Linked DNA regions of Mus musculus: region 1 is linked to region 2. A link is a contact called in public HiChIP or PLAC-seq data. All regions are on one chromosome and are shown on one strand. Each heading gives the region's core, a stretch centred on a gene start, on an enhancer-like site or on the middle of the called end of the contact. The rest is flanking DNA. Distances are from core to core; before and after follow the strand shown. Region 1 holds the start of Map4k3 (mitogen-activated protein kinase kinase kinase kinase 3). Region 2 holds the start of Galm (galactose mutarotase).

What was found. HiChIP or PLAC-seq counts read pairs in DNA pulled down with a chosen protein or histone mark.
Region 1: a FOXA1 HiChIP or PLAC-seq map of pancreatic cancer cells shows a contact between it and region 2. The contact joins the promoter of Map4k3 here to the promoter of Galm in region 2.

Annotation. Positions count from the first base shown.
Region 1 is chr17:80,726,327-80,729,911 of GRCm38.p6, forward strand. It overlaps Map4k3 (mitogen-activated protein kinase kinase kinase kinase 3), which reads right to left and starts at 1,699. Exons shown (of 34, transcript NM_001290345.1): 1 at 1,468-1,699. The coding sequence starts at 1,563. It also overlaps the pseudogene Gm9959.
Region 2 is chr17:80,126,136-80,129,750 of GRCm38.p6, forward strand. It overlaps Galm (galactose mutarotase), which reads left to right and starts at 1,336. Exons shown (of 7, transcript NM_176963.4): 1 at 1,336-1,770. The coding sequence starts at 1,581.

The sequences.
Region 1 (3,585 bases), core at 449-2,948, 600 kb after region 2:
TCCAGGATCCCTGTGGCTGCTCAGGTTCCGTCTTTCTCAGCTTCACACTGGTGTCTGTGGCCTTCGGATCATGACCCCTCTACGTGGCTTCGTCCCCTCTCACCATTGCCCTGAGCAAGGCCTTATCATCTTCCAGATCTTGGCTAGAAGCTGCCAGACTGGAGGGGGGACAAACCCAGCCCTCTTGTTCTGTGCTAGCAACCTTTGCCAGACCCTTGACGTCCTCTCTACACAGAATACGACTGGAATGAAGTGAAACTCTGCTGTTTAATGCTGTTCTTGTCCAGGAAAAAAAAAAAAAAAGACTTCAAATAAATCTGGGTCCATTCCTGTCTTTAGTTCATCAACACGTGGCTGCTAAGTTATACACTGGAGTTATGCTCCACACACCTTTGTCAACAGAGGAAAGTGTGGTGCTATGTGATCATTCACAAAAGCCAAGCAGATCACTCACAAAAGACCTGAGGTATTGGCTAACTTACCTTATGCGTTCCATTGAGGCAAGAATAAAAAGCCCATTGCTTTAGCGTGGGCAAAAATAAAGTGAAAACTAAACTTTCCAAGTCATACTCTGGGCATCCTCAGGTGTTCTGGAAAACAGGAGCCCAACTTCAGTTACCATGTAAGTAGATAGGCAACTAAATCAAGACTGCTGCCACCTTTGGCACTATCCGCCTCCCTTCTTGGCAGACTCCGCGAGGCCAAGAGTTTTACTGGCCAGGGAAGAACGATTTATCCTCCCACATTTAGAAGCGATCCCTCTGCAACAGAAACGCTGTCCTGCTAAGGAGCTCTGAATTCTAACCTTGTCAAACCAATACTCTTCCTAGATACTCGACTCTCACACACACACAAGAAAGAAAAAGAAAAGGAAAAATATCTGATTCCTATGTGTCACTGACAAAAACAAACCCCATTATCCAATTCTTTTTGGAGGAAAAAAAAAAAACCTCGAAGTTGCTGTCTTGCCTCCAAAAACCCATCTCTTTTTACAAAACATGACTACTTGGAAAATTACAAGGAACTGACAAGCAGATGTTAAGAGGCTAAAGGCTAAAGCACGGGCAGATGTTAAGAGGCTAAAGGCTAAGCTGTCGATGGAGGCTGCCCAGCGTTAGGACAGATCCAGCAGGCCCGGGCGGACAGTAGCTCCCAGCCACCGGGGCCTATGATCCCAGGTCCCGGAGAGGCACGTAGGTTTGTCAAGCGCCAAGCCCCAGCACCGGGGTTCGTCACACAGACCCTGCCCAGGCAACAAGCGCCCAGCCCCGCTCCGCCCTCCCAGGAACGCAGCGGCTCCGGCCGCAGCCCTTCCCGGGACTGCACGCAGGAGAGCCTGGGAGGGTCAGAGACCCGCGCGTCCCGGGCACAGCTCCGGCGAGGACGCCGAGGGCTGAGGTCCCCACGCCTGCCTCTTTGTTCCGTCCCCCGCGGCGCAGGCCCCGGCTCGGCCGCCCCTGCCCTCACCTTGTAGACGTCGCCGTAGGTGCCGCTGCCGATGCGCTGGATCAGCTCGAAGTCCTCCTGCGGGTTCCGGCGGGACAGATCGAAGCCCGGGTTCATGGCGGGCCCCGGGTGCCCCCCACCTCCCTCCCGGCCCGGGGAGGGGGGGCGCTCACGGGGGCCGCACGGAGGGAGCGCCCGCGGCCGGCCCGGCTCCGCCGCCGGTCACAATCGCCCGGCTGCACGCCGCGGCCGCCGCCGACCACGACGAGCCGCCCGGCGTCCCCGCCCCCCGCCGCCGCGCCGAGCCGGGTCACACCCACCAGGAGAGGAGCGCGCCCGCAGCCCCTCGCTCGGGGTGCAGTTCCAACATGGCTTCCGCCCGCCGCTCCGCTCCGCCCGCCCGCACGCCCTCCCTCCGGTTCCCGGCCCCGCTCGCCACTGCGCAGCCGCCATCCCGGAGGCCGCGCGCTCCCGGCGGGCCCTGCGCGCCCCCGGCTCGCGCGCCCGGTCGGGACACGCCGGACGCGCCAGACTCCGGGTAACAAAGTTGGACTCGCTGCTTGTGGTCCCAGCCCCAGCCCCAGCAGGTAGTAGTTGCCACGCACAAGACGGTATTCCCCAACTTTCTAAGAGCAAGTACATCCGAGAGCCCCGACCCTTTCTTCTAGGTTTAGGGGAGGAGGTCCCCATCAGAAAGGTGAGAAAGACCCTCGGGGGACAGTGACACTTGGGCTCTTGGGGTTGGCTTGACAGGGGTGCAGAGAGAACAAGGGGCGGGGAGAAATCCGTGGAGGGAGTGGGCGGGAAGCAGTGCAGAACCAAAGCCGTGATTGACCTCTGTCCAGGGAGAAGGCTGGATTTTTCAAAGCCCGGGGCGGGGACTACGCAAGCTGTCTGACAACCCTGAGACGAGGGTGGTTGCAGAGGGTGTGGCCTGGACAGGGATCTATTCCCACACCTGAAATGTAAACACGTGACCATCCGGAAGCTACGTAGCCGCGACATTACCTGCCCAGAGCTCCACCCAGCATAAGATCCAGATAACCAGCATTACGTCCAGACTGCTAAAAGTTAGCTAAGAAAGGACTTAGGCAGTGGAAGGGTCAATGTTGAGTTCTTAGTAAACTTAACTACTACCCATTTCCAAAAGCTGTAGCGAGGTCCACTCTGGCGCTCTGTTGGATATTTTGCTTTAAAAATGCTTTTCTAATCTCTTTAGGGACCTAAAGACTAATGTGCCTTAATGTCCAATTCCTTCTCAGAAACTTGGTCTCATCAAACCTTAAAACCTTTCTATCATGTTACTTACAGTAAACTTACCTATTGACTAAATTCCCAAATTGTGTGCTCCAAACCATACGTGGAGTCATCCAAGCACTTTAGTTATCCCAAAGCATCAGATTGTGACAGGGTTGCAATTCTGCCCCAGGAGTGCACGTCACAGGATTAATTGAGGATAAACCTTAAGGCTGTGCTATCCTGAGCTCCTCGGGACGAGGCATGGTTTTCCCCGCTTCCTCCCGGTGGAAGGCACTTGCAGGGGCTGAGGAGCAGGCCTGCCTTCTGCCTGTGCTGTGGGCGGAGAACTGTTTGTCTTCTTTAGGCTAAACAGGCAGATAATTCTGGATTCAGATAAGGAAATGGAAGTCTCTCAAAGCAGGACCTGCTCTGCTTGCTTTCTCTGCCCTTTTGTGCTTTAAAAAAAAAAAAAAAAAAAAAAAGCCAAGTTTCCAGGACTGAAAGCCATTCGGCTTGCACCAGAAAGTTCTAATGGTTTCACTGTTTTGTTTGCTGGGATTATCATCTCTGCAGATAACCGAGTGTTTGCATCACTAATAGGCTTCTTTCAAAGGGAAAAGACATTTCAGTGGGGTTGGAACAGGCTTTCAAGTTTTGTTTGTTCCATTTTGGCAAGGCTTAACTACTTCTTCTCCTTTTTTTTTTTCCCCAGAGAGACAGATTTTCTTGTAAGGGCTCGATTTGCCACATGGGTTAGGCCATAAATAAAAAGGTCTTTTGTAATTAACTGCTCACAAGGAATGAAAATAATTTGTTCCTTTGGGGATCTACCCATACTGGTAAATACAGTGCTCTCTTACCCTTCCCCCAATCTACCTGGCCTCTACTTCCCTACAAGTT
Region 2 (3,615 bases), core at 86-2,585:
TGTTTACCATTCTAAATACTTCAAAGCCACAGGGAAAGAAAATCAAGACCCGTACCCTGTACATCTTAGGGAAATATGGTACACTTCATGCGCCAAGTTAAGCAATAGGAACGTCTCTGGTTACACTTGGTGCTAGCCACCCAAGGTGTCTTTCTTCCCTTGGCAGCATGAGCTTGGCAGAACACTGAGAACTGGAGGCTGAGAAATAAAAACTGTGGTCTTCCCACTCACAGAAGAGGGTTCTCAGGCATCGTTGCTAGCACAGTGTTGTTGAAAGGGCCTGTGTATAAGTCAGGCACACACGGTAAGTGGGCTGAGGAGACTTGCAGAGTCTGTAAGAGTGTGTGATGAGCAGTGTACAAGAGTGCCTTTGGGTTATTGTGTGAGGGGACGCACAGTCTGTAATTTGACTTGTTTGGGTCTTTTTGATATTAGATATTGTACTTTAATAAAGCCTGCTGCAAGCTCTTTTTCTTTCCTATCAGAGTTTCCCGAATTTCGAGAGGGATAATTGAGGCTTTGTAGCATGAATGCTTAAGATTCCTTCATATTTCACAGTCAGAAACGAGTGAGACAGTTGTTTATTGGCATTTGATTACAGGAACATGAGCTCAGTTCTCCTGTTTTTCTAACCACAGATGCGTTTCCACCCTCACCGTGTCTAAATCAAGACCAGAAATACAGATAGACTGAGTTATACACGTCTTTAGGCTCCCAGACCTCTTCTTCCTAGAGCCAGAATCCATCTAGAGCTGTAGATTAAGCAATGAAAGACTGAGGTATTTTAATCTCATGATCTTACTGAGGATCCTAATAACACTTTCCTAATCCTAGGCCAACAAAGGAGAAACGTCAGACTTAGCCATCAAACCTTCAGTTTCTTTAAATCTAGTCCCAGATAATCCACACCAGAATGGCCCAAGAGATGATGAAAAGTAGGTAAAGGAGCGGGCCTCCAAGCCTGCCCACCAGATGTGTTTCTTCAGAGCCCATTAGGGACAAGAGAGAACCTTTTCAGAAAGGAGGAAAGGAGAGAAAGAGAGAGAGAGAGAGAGAGAGAGAGAGAGAGAGAGAGAGAGAGAGAGGAGAGAGAGAGAGAGAGAGAGAGAGAGAGAGAGAGAGAGAGAGAGAGAGAGAGAGAGAGAGAGAGAGAGAGAGAGAGAGAGAGAAGAGGAGAGGAGAGAGAGAGACTTTTTTTGACCCCCTAAAGATGCCTTACGCGCGCGCACCTGCGCAAAATAAAGTTGGTTCGTTTTAAACTACATGCCCCAAGATGCAATTGCAATTTTCTTAAAGACTACTATTCCCGACATGCACTGCAGTCAGGGTTAGAGAAGGAAAAGACCAGCAAACTCAACTGGAAAGTTTGCTTCTCAGTTACCTCGGATAAAGGAAAAATTTTAAAAAGGCATCGGAGCATTTTCCCCGACCCCAGGAGTGGTCAACTGTTTAAATCCAGGCAATAAAGGGGAGGAGTTAGTCTGAGTTCCTCCCCTTCTCCCGGGAACTTTATCTTTCCAAACGTGATCCAGGCTAGAGTTTGAACAGCAAGGAGAAGCTGCACACCCTGAACTTTCCCAATGGTTTCGGTGACCAGAACCGTGTTTGGAGAGCTGCCCTCGGGGGGAGGGACAGTGGAGAAATTCCAGCTTCGGTCAGACCAGCTGAGTGTGGACATCATCTCATGGGGCTGCACGATCACTGCTCTGCAGGTCAAAGACAGGCAGGGGAAAGCCTCAGACGTGGTGCTTGGCTTTGCGGAATTGGAAGGTGGGTCGCGTCCTGCCCAGGACTGCTAAACGGTTTGGCCTGTCAAACAGGCCCGCACACACTCCTGATCCTGTGTACACTGGGTTCTTCCAGTCACTCACGGGACCTGACTGAGGTCCCCAAGCTTGGAGCAGTCTTACTTGGAAGCGCGTGAACGGGCTCATGTAAGCCACTTAACAGGATTTTGAGGTTGGAAAAAAAAACCGGATCTAATCCAAATAGCTGTAGGACTTGGCCCCCCTTAGTCAGACTTTGTCACTGTTCACGAGGAAGTCAGCTGAGAAAGACCAACTCCCTGGAATGAGCTTAGAACTGTGGGGCACAGGGCGGTTTGCATGTATTCCTCGCTTGTGGTTTTCTGAGGAATGAAAATCAAAGACGGACGGGCGCCTGCTACTATCTCCCTTCTTTCTCTTGTCAAATCTTCTCTGAGGGCTCCTTGAGCAGAAATGCTTTAGAATTTAGGACTGATGTAAACCCATCAGATTGCTTGGCTGTTGTGGTCAATGTAGGTAGGGCACAATGTCCTTCATCTGCTCAGAAACATGTTCTCAATGAAAGGGGTAGAAATAAGGCCTCCTAAGACGTGGACATAGTCATCAGGATCAGCTGCGCAATTCGCAGCATGTCTTTTTGTTTTTGTTTGTCTGTTTTGTTTGTGTTTGTGGGGTTTTTTTGTTTTGTTTTGTTTTGTTTTGTTTTAAATGGACAGGGCCTCGTTCTGCCTAAGCTGTCCTGGAGCAAGAGCCAGCCGTTTCATCTTGATCCACGCATAGGTTTTATCTTAATTTATGCATTTACAGCTCTGTTAATGCAGTGGACTCAACAAGATAGACAAAGGTCATTTTCAACTTGCAGTTTACGGAGGGGGGGGGAGGGCGGGGCGCGGAGCTCAGACTTTAGCTCAATAGTTACATAATTAAATCATTGGATTGCGGTTTGATTTGCAGCAGGAGAAAAAATTATATCTTGCCATTCCTTAGCATTGCACGTAACCAGACAGAAAACAAACCCTGAAGTAAAATGGGCAAATGGAAAGAGAATGAATTCGCTCTGCTCAGTAATGGGTGTAAACAAACTTTGTACCACAAAAGGGGATTTGAGGTTTTCCTTGTGGTTCCTTTTCTACCTAACTGGTTCTTCATATGTTTAACCTGGCTCTTCATTTGGGATCAACAGGAAAACCCTGTCTTATTTACTTTTTTTTTTTTACTTGTCCCTTAGGCAATTAATGTGCCCCCCCCCCATCTTGTCAAAACGCATTATAAGAGGATTGCTGAGTTTTATGTTCTCTTCTTGGCTGGCTGTCTTTATGTCTTTGTTGTCCTGGAGCCTCCACAGCCCTGAAGATTATTATTTTTCCCCCAGCAGAATTTCTTTGGTAACTTAATTGAGAAGGCTGTTTGTTATAAGAGACAGGCTGGTGGGAAGGTGTGGAGACTTGGCTCCTCATTCTATATTCAGACAGGTGATGGAGAAAGTTTTAGAAACTACAGAGTCACTCCTCTATGCTAGGAAAATAGCCCCTTTGTGGGCTGAAATAAAATCGCCAAGAGATTATTTACAGTGGAGTGGAGGGGGAATCTGATATGAGGCCTAGAACTCCAGAACCAGGAAGAGATTAGAGGTAGCAGGTGGGAACCTGCTCTTTTCATCTGTCTCTGCCTCACTGGGCATGCAGAGGGGCACAACCCACCACCCTACAGCGACCAGAGACATACCAACCACCCTCACTCCAGGCCACTTTCAGTTTGGAGGTAAGAGTCCGGGAGACCTGAGCTAAAATCTCAAGATGTCTTTGAAGTCATTATGAAATGTGAGCTGAGGTGACATCCCACCCAGGTA